Regions from separate parts of the Mus musculus genome. Here regions 1, 2, 4 and 5 are each linked to region 3. Evidence: chromatin contacts called from public HiCAR-type, HiChIP or PLAC-seq and promoter capture Hi-C data. All regions are on one chromosome and are shown on one strand. The core of a region is the stretch at or near the end of the contact, and the rest is flanking DNA. Distances in the headings are between cores, read along the strand shown. Region 1 holds the start of Ppp1r3e (protein phosphatase 1, regulatory subunit 3E). Region 2 holds the start of Slc7a8 (solute carrier family 7 (cationic amino acid transporter, y+ system), member 8). Region 3 holds the start of Rnf31 (ring finger protein 31). Region 4 has its middle 37 kb from the start of Zfhx2. Region 5 holds the start of 1700123O20Rik (RIKEN cDNA 1700123O20 gene).

The links. Promoter capture Hi-C pulls out the DNA fragments that hold promoters and counts their contacts. HiCAR-type assays count read pairs that join an accessible place to other places. HiChIP or PLAC-seq counts read pairs in DNA pulled down with a chosen protein or histone mark. Capture Hi-C pulls out chosen DNA fragments and counts their contacts.
Region 1: an H3K4me3 HiChIP or PLAC-seq map of bone marrow-derived macrophages shows a contact between it and region 3, with 4 times the contacts expected there. The contact joins the promoter of Ppp1r3e here to the promoter of Rnf31 in region 3. A contact is called at or near these places in 9 of 39 promoter capture datasets (the 3T3-L1 cell line, the HPC-7 cell line, cranial neural crest and 5 more), 7 of 115 datasets of contacts at active chromatin or transcription factors (astrocytes, bone marrow-derived dendritic cells, bone marrow-derived macrophages and 4 more) and 1 of 9 other capture datasets (adipose tissue).
Region 2: a promoter capture Hi-C map of adipose tissue shows a contact between it and region 3, with 3 times the contacts expected there. The contact joins the promoter of Slc7a8 here to the promoter of Rnf31 in region 3. A contact is called at or near these places in 1 of 115 datasets of contacts at active chromatin or transcription factors (bone marrow-derived macrophages) and 1 of 9 other capture datasets (adipose tissue).
Region 4: a HiCAR-type map of astrocytes shows a contact between it and region 3, with 2.8 times the contacts expected there. The contact joins the enhancer-like site here to the promoter of Rnf31 in region 3. A contact is called at or near these places in 5 of 39 promoter capture datasets (cranial neural crest, embryonic stem cells, hippocampal neurons and 2 more), 2 of 115 datasets of contacts at active chromatin or transcription factors (astrocytes and bone marrow-derived macrophages) and 1 of 9 other capture datasets (embryonic stem cells).
Region 5: a contact with region 3 is called in a promoter capture Hi-C map of neural stem cells. The contact joins the promoter of 1700123O20Rik here to the promoter of Rnf31 in region 3. A contact is called at or near these places in 2 of 39 promoter capture datasets (cranial neural crest and neural stem cells), 1 of 484 Hi-C or Micro-C datasets (regulatory T cells), 4 of 115 datasets of contacts at active chromatin or transcription factors (astrocytes, bone marrow-derived macrophages, memory CD8 T cells and 1 more) and 1 of 9 other capture datasets (liver).

The regions. Positions count from the first base shown.
Region 1 is chr14:54,876,235-54,878,934 of GRCm38.p6, reverse strand. It overlaps Ppp1r3e (protein phosphatase 1, regulatory subunit 3E), which reads left to right and starts at 1,397. Exons shown (of 2, transcript NM_001167908.1): 1 at 1,397-2,048; 2 at 2,139-2,700. The coding sequence starts at 1,632. The coding sequence ends at 2,561.
Region 2 is chr14:54,780,540-54,783,239 of GRCm38.p6, reverse strand. Slc7a8 (solute carrier family 7 (cationic amino acid transporter, y+ system), member 8) reads left to right here and starts at 1,354. Exons shown (of 11, transcript NM_016972.2): 1 at 1,354-2,060. The coding sequence starts at 1,913.
Region 3 is chr14:55,590,337-55,593,036 of GRCm38.p6, reverse strand. It overlaps Rnf31 (ring finger protein 31), which reads right to left and starts at 1,295. Exons shown (of 21, transcript NM_194346.3): 1 at 965-1,295; 2 at 722-868; 3 at 421-576; 4 at 145-204; 5 at 1-31. The coding sequence starts at 1,153. It overlaps Psme2 (proteasome (prosome, macropain) activator subunit 2 (PA28 beta)), which reads left to right and starts at 2,016. Exons shown (of 11, transcript NM_011190.3): 1 at 2,016-2,195; 2 at 2,510-2,542. The coding sequence starts at 2,148.
Region 4 is chr14:55,054,021-55,056,720 of GRCm38.p6, reverse strand. No RefSeq gene overlaps it. Among named protein-coding and RNA genes, the nearest start is that of Zfhx2, 37 kb to the left of the region's middle. Within about 2 kb of position 1,345, at least 101 of the 459 cell types and tissues checked have an H3K27ac peak or open chromatin away from gene starts, as enhancers often do. A contact at or near this core is called in astrocytes, bone marrow-derived macrophages and hippocampal neurons, where this site is marked.
Region 5 is chr14:54,684,851-54,687,550 of GRCm38.p6, reverse strand. 1700123O20Rik (RIKEN cDNA 1700123O20 gene) reads right to left here and starts at 1,380. Exons shown (of 2, transcript NM_021437.2): 1 at 431-1,380. It overlaps Acin1 (apoptotic chromatin condensation inducer 1), which reads left to right and starts at 620. Exons shown (of 19, transcript NM_023190.3): 1 at 620-1,082; 2 at 2,475-2,540. The coding sequence starts at 771.

The DNA.
Region 1 (2,700 bases), core at 148-2,647, 710 kb after region 3:
TCGATTATATTTTAATGCTGTATAAAACTAAATGAATAGAAGAGTGAACTCTAGAATTTGGCTGCTGAGGTCCTAATCCTAGCTCCACAATTGGTAACTATCTGACACTCCCTGGGCAAGATCTTTTCCCTCTCAATTTTCTCCTCTGTAATATTTGGGTGTTTATTTGTTTGTTTTTGTTTTTTTGAGTTATTGTTGTTGTTGTTTTAGTTTAGGGGGGGGTGAGACAGGGTTTCTCTGTGTAGCCCTGGCTGTCCTGGAACTCACTTTGTAGACCAGGCTGGCCTCAAACTCAGAAATCTGCCTGCCTCCTGAGTGCTGGGATTAAAGGTGTGTGCCACCAAGCCCGGCCTTGTTGTTGTTGTTGTTTCTGTAATATTTGTAACAATTGTAAACACTATAATAATGCCTAGTGTTCTGTATTATAAAACCCCATAGAAAGCAGGAGCATGGCTCGGCAGTTAAGAGCACATAACACTCTTCTAGAGGCCCTAGTGTAATTTCAGCACTCACTTATACCAGCTCACACCTACCTGTAATGCCAGTCCCAGGCTATCTGATGTCCCCTTTTGGCCTCTGTGGGTACCTGCATTCCTGCATACATAACCCCCTAACACCATGCAGATAACTGAAAATGAAACAAATCTTTGTGAAAAAAAAATCAGAAGAGAAGTTATAAAATATTTGACATACCATTGTCACTAGTGTATTTTTCAAAAATAAAATGGAAAATAGCCTGTCCTGTGTCCTTCTTGGAAGAAGGGCAACTCTCAATAACTGGAAGACCTACCATGTATAAAAACGGTCATGAATCAGAAACAGTCTTCACGCTTGAAAAGACTTACAGATAAGAGATCAGAATTATTTTTGTTTGTTTTAATGATTGAGAAAAATCAAGGTCCAGAGAAGTTATTCCTTTCTCAAGGTCACACAGCTAATCAGCGGGGGACATAGGACTGGAAGCTAAGTGTTCTCATTACTTTTCTCAGTAGCCAGTGAGCCAATGCCACCGCGCATCCTTTTGAGTCTTCCACTAAAGACTCTTATCTAGGATTCACGCCCTTTCAGTCACTACACCCAGTGCCATCGGGCTTCAAACCTGTAGCCTGGCTTTAAGAAAACACTGAGCCCTAAGGAGAATTAAACCCTCAGCATTTTTAATTTTCCCGTGCCAAAAGAAAAAAAAGAAAAAGGAAAGGTTACTCTTTTCTTCCTGCTTTAACCCTTCTTATATAGGAGTAACTCATCTGGGACCCCAGATGGAAGCAGTCACGCCCCCTGGTGCAGCAGTGAAGATGGATACCAGCCACCTGTCAGAGGGCTGTGGGCGGGGGCCGGGTCAGCGAGGCCCGCAGAACTGAAGGGTGAGCGGCGCCGCTGAGCGCACGCTCAGAGCAGAGAGCTGGAAGCGAGCAGGACGGATAGTCTGACACCGGGGCTGGCCGCCAAAGGAAGGGAAAGATGGTCAAGGAAACCGAGCAGGCAGGGTACGCGGGCTGACAGCAAGGAGAGTCCGCAGCCAGCTGCTGCTGAGCAGCCCTACCTACACCTTATGCTCGGGCATAGAGCCGGCAGCAGAGCGAGGACGCGCCGGGCACTGTGCGCTAGCCCCGCTGGGGCTCAGGGGTGACATGTCCCACGAGCGGCCACCGCGCACGGATATACCCCGCAACCTGAGCTTTATAGCGGCATTGACCGAGCGGGCGTACTACCGCAGCCAGCGGCCCAGCCTCGAGGAGGAGTCGGAGGAGGAGCCCGGGGAGGGCGGGACCCGGCCAGGCGCCCGCTCGCGGGCTCACGTTCCGGGTCGGGGGCGCAGGGCCCGCTCTGCGCCCGCGGGTGGTGGCGGGGCGCGGACAGCCCGCAGCCGCAGCCCTGACACTCGCAAGAGAGTGCGTTTCGCCGACGCGCTGGGGCTGGAGCTGGCCGTGGTCCGGCGCTTCCGCCCTGGGGAACCGCCCCGGGTGCCCCGCCACGTGCAGGTGCAACTGCAGAGGGACGCCCTGCGCCACTTCGCGCCGTGCCCGCCGCGAGCCCGCGGCCTCCAGGTAGGCGTCCCGTCGTGCCCCGGCCCCGGGCCTCAGCCTTCCCTCTCGGGAGTCCCCGCCCTGACCTGCCTCCCCGCCCTCTCTCCTCAGGAGGCGCGCGTCGCCCTGGAGCCAGCCCTGGAGCCCGGCTTCGCCGCCCGGCTGCAGGCGCAGCGCATCTGCCTGGAGCGCGCAGACGCGGGCCCTCTGGGCGTGGCCGGGAGCGCGCGCGTGCTGGACCTGGCCTACGAGAAGCGCGTGAGCGTGCGCTGGAGCGCGGACGGCTGGCGCAGCCTGCGGGAATCGCCCGCCTCCTACGCGGGTCCAGCTCCGTCCCCGCCGCGGGCTGACCGCTTCGCCTTCCGCCTGCCCGCACCTCCGGTCGGCGGAACGCTGCTCTTCGCCCTTCGCTACCGGGTTACCGGCCGAGAGTTCTGGGATAACAACGGCGGCCGAGACTACGCGCTCCTTGGGCCCGAGCATCCTGCCGGTGCCGGAGCCGCGGAGCCCCAGGGCTGGATCCATTTTATTTGAGACAAGGCTCCTACAGGCCACAGCAGGGAAAAAAAACGGAGGCATCCAGGCGTAGGGGGAGAGGCTGTGGCGCCAGGAACCAGGGAGTCACAATTGGCAGATGGGTGGAGAGCGGTCTCAGAGTCAAGCGGAGGTGGCT
Region 2 (2,700 bases), core at 105-2,604, 810 kb after region 3:
CTTTCAATCTGCTGTATCTTAGAGCAGCAAAAGGAGAAGGAGTTGAGATCTCAACCTTTGAAACCTCTTGATACTTGCTGAGTAGGGTGAGCAAGGGGCAGGCGGGAAGGGAGACCGTTCATTGTCTGGACTTTACCCTATCCGGAAGAGCCGTTCTAGATAGCTTAGCCAACCCCATTCCTAAAGGGCTTAACTTTTTTATTTTCTTGAAAAGTCCAAGTTTTTTAGTGTTTTTCTTAAAAAAATGAGTGAAGCCAAATTTGCGTAATTAGTGGTCAGATTGGGGAATTTAGTTTGTCTTATTGAGACAGAATTTCACTTTGGACCTCTGGCTAGCCTTAAACTCAAGGAGATCTGCCTGCCTCTGCATCCCAAGTGCTCGGATTAAAGATGTGTGTGCCACCAGGCCCTTTGGAATTTTATTTTTTAGACTCATTTTAAAATCAAATCATTTTGTATAGACTATGTAAAAAAAAACTTTAGTTTTTCAGCATGGTCTATAATATTGTTTCATGGTTGTTTTGTTGTTGTTGTTTTCTTCAAAGCACTTTACAGTTAGAAATAGACACAGTTCTTGAGGTGGAGCAACTGTTTTGAATTACATTCTTCAAGGAAATGGGGGTGCAATGTTAATATTCTTAACCATTACCATTCTTAGCATCAACACGTCTGTTTCATGATCGGTGAGGGGCTCACGACCTCCTGTCTGAAGTTCAAATAATTTGTGATAAAATATTAGGGGTCATGGGGCAGGCCAGAATCCTCCTTATCCTGCTTCGGAAAAACGTTGCAACTACCCCATATTCTTCATAATTTTATTTAGCTTTCATGACAGTCCCTAAAAGAAACTCTTCAGCTTAAAGTTCTTCCACATTGCCCCCCCCCACACACACCAAAACCACCCCCTATTTCATGAAACAGCTTGATGGCAATATCTCTGCAGCTTTCTCGACCTTGTCCTCAAATGATCCACACCTAAACATCTTAGTACACTGGCCAGTGTGTTTCTGAAGGCATTAGAAGCCCGCAGAACCGTGTGCCCTTATAGAGTTCACAAATGCTGTGCGACCTGAGATGAAGCCTTGGCTAGTGACTTCCCCCTGCGGCCCACCCTTCCCTTGCTCCCACTATGAAAAGAAAAGAAAATGTTTTAAGCCCCTTCCTCCGTGATCTTTGGGGGTAGGGGGTACTAATAATTAAATAGAAGAAGAGGGAGGAGATGCGGCTTAAGGATGGAGGAGGTGGGGGGCGGAGCCTCGGTCCGCAAATAAACGCCGCAGCCGAAAGGGAAGCACATTCGCGAGCGCAGCAGCCACCCTGCCCTCACAGATGGAGCGATCTGCGGAGTGAGCACGGAGCTCGGAGCCGACAAGGGCGAGAAGGAAGGGGCGACCGCAGCAGGTGGAAACCTGATCCAGAGCCGGCGAGCAAGAAAGTACCTGAGCACGGCTCCTCCTCCGCTCCCTCAGCTAAGAAGAACTACTTTTACCCTCATCGTAGAAGAGACTTAAGGGAAGGTGGAGGCGATCTGTTTCATTAGGAGGGCTGCAGGGAAATCCTGACCAGAGCAAGCCGCCGCCCGGTACACCGAGCAGAGCGATCCTGGGCTTCTGAAGATAAACGCTTTCCGGAGAATTCCAGCTGGAGTCGCTGGTACAGTTCTATTTTTGTATTTATATATATATATATTCTTTGCCTTCCATTTAAAAACACGGCCCTTGTTTGTTAGGCAGTGACACGTGTGACTCTCATTTGCTGTCACTTTTAGAGGGTAGGAGCGCACTCTGTTTTCGGAAAAGGGCGTTCTAATTGGAAACTCTGTTTTTCCACATATCTATACGTTTACACGCACGAGCGTTTAGAAAAAGACTGCTCTTTTTCGCTTTGGGTGGTCGGAACCCTACGGAGAAAGATGGAAAAGGGAGCCCGCCAGCGAAACAACACCGCGAAGAACCACCCGGGTTCTGACACCAGCCCTGAGGCCGAGGCTAGCTCGGGAGGGGGCGGAGTAGCCCTGAAGAAAGAGATCGGATTGGTCAGCGCCTGTGGTATCATTGTAGGTGAGTCCAGGTCCTTTGCGGCCCCCGGCGCCATCCCACCCTCTCTCCGGGGGTCCTTCGAGGGACTTTAACCCCGCCAAAGCCTCAAAGGCAGCTTTGCTTTGTCTGTGACTTGTGTTGTCCAACTGCACCGGTCAAGTCGGAGCTATGGAAGTGATGTCTGTCATACATCGCTTCAGCCAAGCCAGGCTGAGCTGTTCTCTCCTTAGAATAGAACAAACAAGAGTCAGGAACCATACAGGCTCTGCGTCCCAAGTATTGCCTGGGAATTTATTAGAAGTGTAACAAATTCTTTCCGGCTTGTCACTAGGCAGTTCTGATCCAGGAGAGCCTAATTCGGGCTGACACATGGATTTTTAACTAGCTTCTGTGCAGCCACCCTCTGCAGGCTGTGAATCTGTGTTTGAAGCATATTTAGTATTATGTTGTCTTATGTTATGAAGCACTGTGGTGTGTAATGCCTCGAATAGTAAAAAAACAGTAATAAAAATGCTTTATAATCATGGTTCTTCATAGGCTGGCCCATCCTATGAAGCACTTGTGAAACAGATGTGACAGCCGAGCTGTCTCAGATGAGGAAAATATGGAAGGGAGAACCAGCTGACTTGACTGTGTTCTTGAAATGGAGTTTTCCAGGTTT
Region 3 (2,700 bases), core at 46-2,545:
GAAGGGGGTGAAACTCTGAAAGCTGCAGCATCTGAGAAAGCAAGCGGAGCGTGGGCAAAGTGCTGGGGGCACAGAATCCCATAAACTCAGCCCCCCCCCCCCCCCCCCGTGTTCCATGAACAACACCCTTCCTGCCTTCCTTACACCATCTTCAACGCTCTCTCTTAGCAGCTGGTCCAGTGCATTCTGTCTGGGATGAGTATTCTGCAAACAAGATGATGAAAAGAATTCCCACCTTGAACAACGTTCTCCCTGTAAGCCCTGATCTCCTAACATTCCAGAGGGAGAAAGTGTAACAGAAGCTTCCAGGCTGGCTGCTGCAGCAACAGAATTTCCCTGCACGGGGGTGGGGGTGTCTCAACGTGCCTTGGGGCTCCCAGTCAAGTACTTAAAATCCTTAGAATCAGAAGGTCATCTCACCTGCAACAGCAAACTGAGCTCGGTGCGAAGCAGCAGTACTTCTAGTGTGACAACAGCAACCTGGTATTCATCTGGTTCCTCCTGCCCTTCGGGGAAACTCAATCCATCTGGGCGCTCCTCAGTATAGCCATACAACCGTAGTACATCCCGGCCACCCTGGCACACATTCAGGACCCGGTCACCATCTAACAGACCTCCTAGGCAATAGAGCTGGTCCCCCACTCAGCACACCCTCAAGCCTTTCTGGTCAACCCTAAGCACAGGTCTAGTCCCCTTCTCCGATAAGGTCCAAGAGTTTCACCTGCACAGCATCCACCGTGCTGCGAAAGACGGGGTTATTAAACTTCACTGAGCGCCAATACCGGGGCCGCTGCGGGCTGAGGAGGTTGCGACCATATTTTTCCAGGATGTTCAGGGCCGTGGATAGGGTGTTGAGGTAGTTTCGAGGCTGGGAGCATTCAGAAAAGCAGAGTCGTGAGCCTAGCCCACCTGGCCTCTGAGCCTAGGTCCCCTTCCATGGAGCGCCGGGCGGGCTTGACCTCACCTCCCCATGAGCGTTGCAGCGGACCAAGCGTCCGGCGTCCAGCTGCAGGTAGCGGGCGGCTGGTGGCAGAGAGGTGGCCAGAAGCGGCATGAGCTGCTCCAGGGGAAAAACCTGCGCAGAATCCCACCTCAGGGCGCTCGCCAGCTCCTCGCGGGCCGCCAGGAAGCCTCGCTCCTCGTCTCCCGGCATCCTGAGACTGGAGACAGGCTCAGCTTCTCTGCCCTCCAGGGGCTGGCGCAGGTGCGCGCGGCGCCACAGCAGCCCGGGTCACTTAAGCCACCGCCCCGCTCAGCCCCATCCACGGCCAGGGTTACCGGGAACAGGAAGTCCTGGCAGAGAGGGCGGGACTGTGGGCCACTTTAGAGGAAAAGGAGGGTTCGGAGTGACGGTAAAGCTGAGATCAGGAAGGGTGGCCAGGTCGCCGCCAATGAAGAAGCCGCGGCCCGGGCTCCTCCCATAATGCTACGGAACCTTTTCCTTCCGAATCAGGCTCTCTTCTTCGCCTTCCCTTAAACTATCCCGCCCCTTCCGGAGGGACCCACCTCCCATGCGAGGGGTTAATTTTGCCCAGAGCTTTGCTATCTTTATTTCCATAGTGTTGGTTCTGTTCCATTCCCCGGCGGGGAAGTCCCACCTTATCGGGGACCGGCTCTGGCTGCCCTTAGCCCGGCTCAGGCGGGCTCCTCCCTTCTCTAGTCTGTCCTGAAGGGAAGGCAGTCCCGCTCGTCCTGCTCCCTTCCATCTTGCCAGGCTTTCCTCCTTCTTATCCTTCCTACTCTCTCGGATCCTACTTGGTCCCCTCCTCAGTCTAGCGTCATGGAACCCCACCTCTGGGTACCCCCTTTCCTATTGTCCCACCCTCTCTCAGTCCAGTACTTCCCCTGGACGGTCCATACTATAAGCTCCGCCCTTCTCGAGAGGCCGCCTCTATTTGAGTCTCCGCCGTCCCACGCTTTCCTAGCTCCTCCCTTGGACAGCCCCTGATGATGAAGCCAACACCGCCCTTCCTAGTGGCAACTAGCTGGGAATGGCTGAGGGGGTACTACTCACGGTTGGTGGCCGGCCAGGAGGAGGAGAAAAAAGGGAGGGGGCGTGGCTGAGGGGGGTGGGTCTGGGCCTGGAGAGTGAAAGCGAAAGCTGGGGCTGCTAGCCCAGGCTCGAGAGCTGCCAAGTGGGGGGAAGCATGGCCAAGCCTTGTGGGGTCCGCTTGAGTGGAGAAGCCCGAAAACAGGTAAATGGGAACCGAAGCCAGGAAGGAGTGAGAAGTCCTAACGGAGATAAAGCTCGGTGCTCCTGGGCACCAATGGGGCCTTGCGAGCGAACTCCACCGGCCTCTCTTTCTTTAGGGCTTTCTTTCACTTCTGCTCAGGGATTGCCAGTGCCGTGTCCTCGAGCCAATCTGTGCACTGAGCAGGCTCCTCCAGGGGGAAACTAGCTTTGTGGGACAGGTTTGGGCTAGAGTTGGAAGGCACCTAGGTTGGGAGTGGGCCCTTATTCTATACAAACTAAACCCTAACCAGCATCCGGCTACTTCTGTCTGTGCAGGTGGATGTCTTCAGACAAAATCTTTTCCAGGAGGTAAGTCTCTGAATTCAGTCGATGTAACCCAGAGTCTTAGTGCAGAACTCTAGGGCCACAAGCTCTGAGTAACCCACCAGTTCACCTTAATTTTGGTGTCTCCGAACCTTCATGCTTACTCAAGGTGAACTGCAATGATTTGTTTCTACTTGTAATCT
Region 4 (2,700 bases), core at 96-2,595, 540 kb after region 3:
AGTCCCTAGGACCTACAGCAGACACTCCCACACAGCCACTAGCTTCACTTTGGACTTTTTTGTCTCTTTAGAGCTGAGGTTTGAACCCAAGACTTCACACATGCTAGGCAAGTGCTCTGCCACTAAGCTATACCCAAACCAAATGTTTTGGGTTTCTTTCCTCCTCAGATGTAGCATCTTCATGACCTTGACACACTTTTAAGCTTCCAACCTACTAGAATCTGATGGTATCATGTGTTTATAGTGGCTTTTATCTAACAGAAAACAGTTCTTAAACACTATCCACTTACCATGTTGACTGAAGACCTCCTGTTTTCTTTTCTCCTGGGGAAATTTTGCCTCTTCTGAAGTTGTCATCTGCCTCCAGAGATGTTGACATCAGAACTCCCCCCAGCCCAGGGCAGCTCTGCCCTGCACAGGTAGCAAAGCCCTGCTTACTTCTCATGAACTGGCCTTATCTCTGAGAGCCATCCCCTTTGACTTTACCCAAAGCCAAATTTTCCTTCAGATCTTCCAGGCTGATGGCTAACAACCTCTGCCTACCAGGAATGAGGGAAGTCCAGTGCTACCGAAGTCTTGCAGAGGGCAGCTTGAGGTTAAATTGTTCGGGGGCTGGTGTATGTCATCACAGATAACGGAGAGTGTCCTCCACAGAGTCATCTTCTCTCCCACTGCCATTGTTGGGCCATGGTCCTCCCTTCCAAGAGTAGATTTCAAAGACAGAAATTAATCCAGTCCTATTTGGTGTGCCATTGAGAAATCTCTAAACATAAACTCTTAGCGTCTTTGTATAAGTCCCAGATGCCTTTGTCTTCCCGCCACCACCACCACCACACCTCTCTCCACTTCTAGAGTGCCTCTTATCCTTCTAGGACCGTTTTAAACAAAAGGACAAGGAACCAATTCATCTCAACCATGAGAGAGCAGGAAATACATATGTAAGGCCTAGCCCACTCCCTACCAGTGAAGCCCAAGGGGCAGCATAGCTGCCAAGCCTTTCCCCAGGCCTTTTTCACACTCTGGTGTCTTTCTGCCCTAACTGCAGAGAGAAGTACACGCCCACTGTGGCTGTGAATGGCGTCCTTATCCCTCCTTACTCTAGATGGCTTTTGCATGGCTGCTCAAACAGTGTGGTGCCCACTCAACCCCCTTATTGGAATTAGTCAAGGGAGGAGTTGAGGGTCCAGTTTGGAGAAGAGCAGAGGGGAGATGTTCTAGTGAATACTGGCTTTATTCCCTCTGTGAAGGGCAGCGTCATGTGCCACTTTACAACACGGAGCTCCACCCAGCGCATGTGCCCATGACCCCTCTCCCTCATTGCCGCCAAGCGGTATCATGAGCAACTTTCGAGGCTTTGGGTTTGCCGCAGTGCCAGAATCTGAGTCACTGGTCACATGCCAGCACAACACTGCCAAGTGTGGCGGCATCTACTTGGTTGGGTGCCAAGCAGAAGGACCCAGATGGTGATGATGAAAGGGGGGAGGCAAAAGAAAGGCGGGGGAGGAGAGGGAGGCACCAGGGAGAAAAAAATCAGCCACACTTGTAAGAGTGGACAGTACAAACAGGATCCACAAAAGGGGACCCTTCCCGTTTCACAGCTCAGCTTCACACGCAGCCCCTTCCCTCCCCCAACACCTGCAATGCTGGGGACATACAGACCAGGCTAGAGGGTACGGCCATCTTCAGTGGGGAAATGACTGGAGGCCAGGAGGACGGTCAGGGCTCTCCATTCTTCATCCTTGGGGTCTTAGTCATGGCCTGCTTCCTCCATTGTATCCTTGTGCGGTACTCCATCTGTCCTTCATCTCTCCATGCCTAAGAAGTGATGAGAAGGAGGACCTGGCAGGGAAAAAAAAAAAAAAAAACAGTCTATTCTCCCAAATGAAACACCCTTCATCTTCACTATCTAACTCCTGGCAGGACAGCCTTCCCAACCACATTGAGAGGGTCACTGTCACCCTTCCCAATCCACACAACACCACAGCCATGCCAGGCTCCATGGGCAGCACCACTTTCCCTGTTGTCTTCTTCAGTGTTCTCTCACAAAAAGGCCCCACGGCCAGCCCAGACGAGTCCTCCCTGGGTAGTAGTGGCACAGTCCCTCCTCCTACCCCTTCCAGTTTTTCCTGGCACTTCCCCATCTACTCTCTCCACTCTCAGACAGGAGCAGAGGTAACTCCTTCCTTCTCCACACACTTCTCAGAGCCCTAGGGGGGCAGCGGCATCAGCAGCCAGTCCTTCCTTCCTCTCTACCTCCTCGTCCCCTTAGTTCCTGTAACCCCAGACCTGGCACAAGCCTACAGTTGTGATGCCAACAGCTCTTGTGTGCCGCATCTTCCCCCCAGAGCACAAGGACTCCTGTCGCTGCCCCCTCCACTTGTCCCCTCCCATCTCCATGGGCACAAGGGTGGCAGCTGCAGTGCCAATGCCTGCAACCATACAGCATGAAGCAACTCGTGCACCCTCTTCTCCCCTCCGAGGCCCCGCGCTTCTCCCTCTTTATTCCACTCCATCCTTCTGTCCTTCTAGTTGGATGCTACAGTGGCAACCACAATGCCAACCCCCACCCATGCCCAGGAGGCTCACATACAACACATGCGTATGCGTACATGTACATGCGCGCGCACACACACACATACACACACGGCCCCATGAGTGCCAGGCAGCGGTGGCAGACACACAGCAACGCAGTGACTGGTA
Region 5 (2,700 bases), core at 131-2,630, 910 kb after region 3:
AAAACCTTCACCTCTCTATGACCGTAATTACTACTGCTGTTCCTACCTCTTCAAGTTGGAAGATTTGTATCGACAAAGAATAGAATCCCTAAACGTAAGTTCTAAGTCCCGGTTCAGGGTGACTGCCAGTTTCAAAGTGGCTCTACAGGGAGAAGTTTCTCCTAAAACTTCTCTTTTTCAGAGAAAGGTAATTTTTAACCCAGGGTCTTGCTACATGGCTTCCATGGTTATTGTCATTAATAAACTCAAAAGACCTGATTTTTCTTTTTCCCACGTAGGAAGCCGCAGGTCTCTCATTCCTTAGCCCCACAGGACAAAGTATTTCTTACACAGAATGGCCGGGATATAGAAGATGGAAGCAGGAGGGGTCCCCAAAAACCTGCAGACACCAAGTCTCATCTGGCCTAGGAGAGACTTCTTTTCCTCTTACCTTCCTTTTCCCCTTGGAAGACGCCCAGAGATCACAAGAGTCCTTCAGCTCCTGCTCCAACTCTCCGAGCCTCTTCCATGTTTCCTGAAAACCCGAAGCAGAGCCAGCCCCCAGTAACCCACGCACTTCCGGTCCGGAACCAGCCCCAAATACCCAAGTGCCCCAGCGCCCCGGCCCCCAGGTCCGGAGATAGCCGAATATCTCCGATTATGGGTATGCCAGATTCGAGGGCTTCCGAAGAGATTCGATTCAAAGCCCCGGCAAGCCGAAAACAAACGAGCCTGAAAGCCAGATGGGAGGGGCCAGCCGCTAGGTAGATGGAAAAAGCCGATTGGTACCGATGTGGGGACGGAAACGACCGAACAGCTCCGGAGAAACCCGGGGAATTCTGAGCGGTAATAGAGGGGTAGACTATGGCAGTGGGCGGGGCCAATCCGGTCCGTTCGAAGGGCGTTGGCGGAAATTACCGAAGATGCCCGAAGCCGTCGGGACGGACCCGAGTACCTCACGCAAGATGGCGGAGCTGGAGGAGGTGACTCTGGACGGGAAGCCTCTTCAGGCTCTGCGGGTGACCGACCTGAAGGCCGCACTGGAGCAGCGAGGCCTAGCCAAGAGCGGGCAGAAGAGTGCCCTGGTCAAGCGGCTCAAAGGGGTGAGAAGTCAGCGTTGCCGAGGTGTCGGAGGGGAGCGGACCCGGTAGAGACGAGTCTCCGCCGCGGCGCAGGCGCAGTGTCCGGGCTCGGCGCGAGCTCTCTCAGGCCGCCAGCGCGAGCCTGCAGATCCACGCGCACGGTGGTTGGTGTGGCTGGCGCTGGGATAGAGATAACGCCGGTTCCCGCCTTAACGGCAGCGGCGCGAGCCCAAAATGGGAGGGTGCGCGCTACTCTCCCGGAGTGTCTTAAGCTCCTTCCTTCTTCCCCCACCCCCTCCTTGTTTGTGTCTGTGTTGTCGGCGCATGCGCTGCAGAAGGAGTTAAATCCCTCTACAACCACCGGTGTGGCTGGCCTTAAGGGGGCGAGCAGGGCTGGGTCCGAGTTAGGGATACAGTTGGGCGGATGGGGTTGCTGTCTATGTCTGCAATAGGACATTTGTGATAGGGTAAAAAATGTCCGCTCGACTAGATTAAGTGAAAGGAAACCTTGATAGAAAGACTTGGTCAGAGACGGCTGTCTAATTTATAGGGAATCGAGCAGCAGTCTGGATAAGTATTTGGTGGCTATTGGTACGAGAGGTGAGACAGATTACTTTAGGCTGGGGATTTTGTGTCGGTTTGAGTAGTGAGGGTGAGCTTGTCGGGAGGTACACATACTGTGTATCGCTTTGGTGTAAATGGAGGGAAAGAAGGTGAGCTGAACTAGTGTTATTAGAGTTCATTAGCATACGTGACTCGTAATACTGATGGGGACTCTGGGTCAGTTCAGGGTTTGAGTTGACAGACCGTTGCTTATCCCGAAGCTGACAGTTTGTGGGTGGGTGTGGATTAGGTCAGACCACTGGTTACAAGGTCTGTGGTTAGTTTCCCTGTGAAATTTTTAATACATTTTATTTGTCCGGGTGTTACACTGCTGGAAGTTGTGCAAGTTCAGTTAAGTAGTTGTAGTTCTGAAAAACTAATCAAATAATAGTCAAATCCAAATTAGCCTCTTGTTGGTTTTATGTGATTTGAAACTTGTTCTGAGTACTTGGAATTTTTTTTTTGCCTGTATTACCGGATTTAGAAGTGGCTCCTAGTCAAAATTGCAGACAATAATAGAGATTCTAGTTCCGATTCTGTCATTTTTGCTGATTTTTGTGACATAGCCAGGTCACTGATTCTTTGTGTGCCTGTGTTTTACATTTGGGAGCAGTAACCATGGCTACCTTTAAGAGACTTATGAAGATGAATGAGAACAGTATTAATAAAGGGCTTTTAGTCTCGGTGAAAGGAATATAGTATAAATGTATATTTAAGTAATTGAATGAGAAGGCTGTGGGAGAGGTAGAGACCTGGATTGCGTTTTTGTTCCCCCTCCCGGTTTCTGATTTTTGCTCTTCTTTATACCAGGCTCTAATGCTAGAAAATTTACAAAAACACTCAACACCCCATGCTGCATTCCAGCCAAATTCACAGGTAAGAGAAAAGGTTTGTTTAGATAGAATGGGCTATTTGGAGACTATAGTAAGTAAATGGGAAGACATGGTGTTGTTTTCCTTGTCATCAGAAGCAGTATTTTCTTAAACTATTTTTATTGCAAGTGATCTCACACTAGACAGTTGATGTCTTTTTTTTT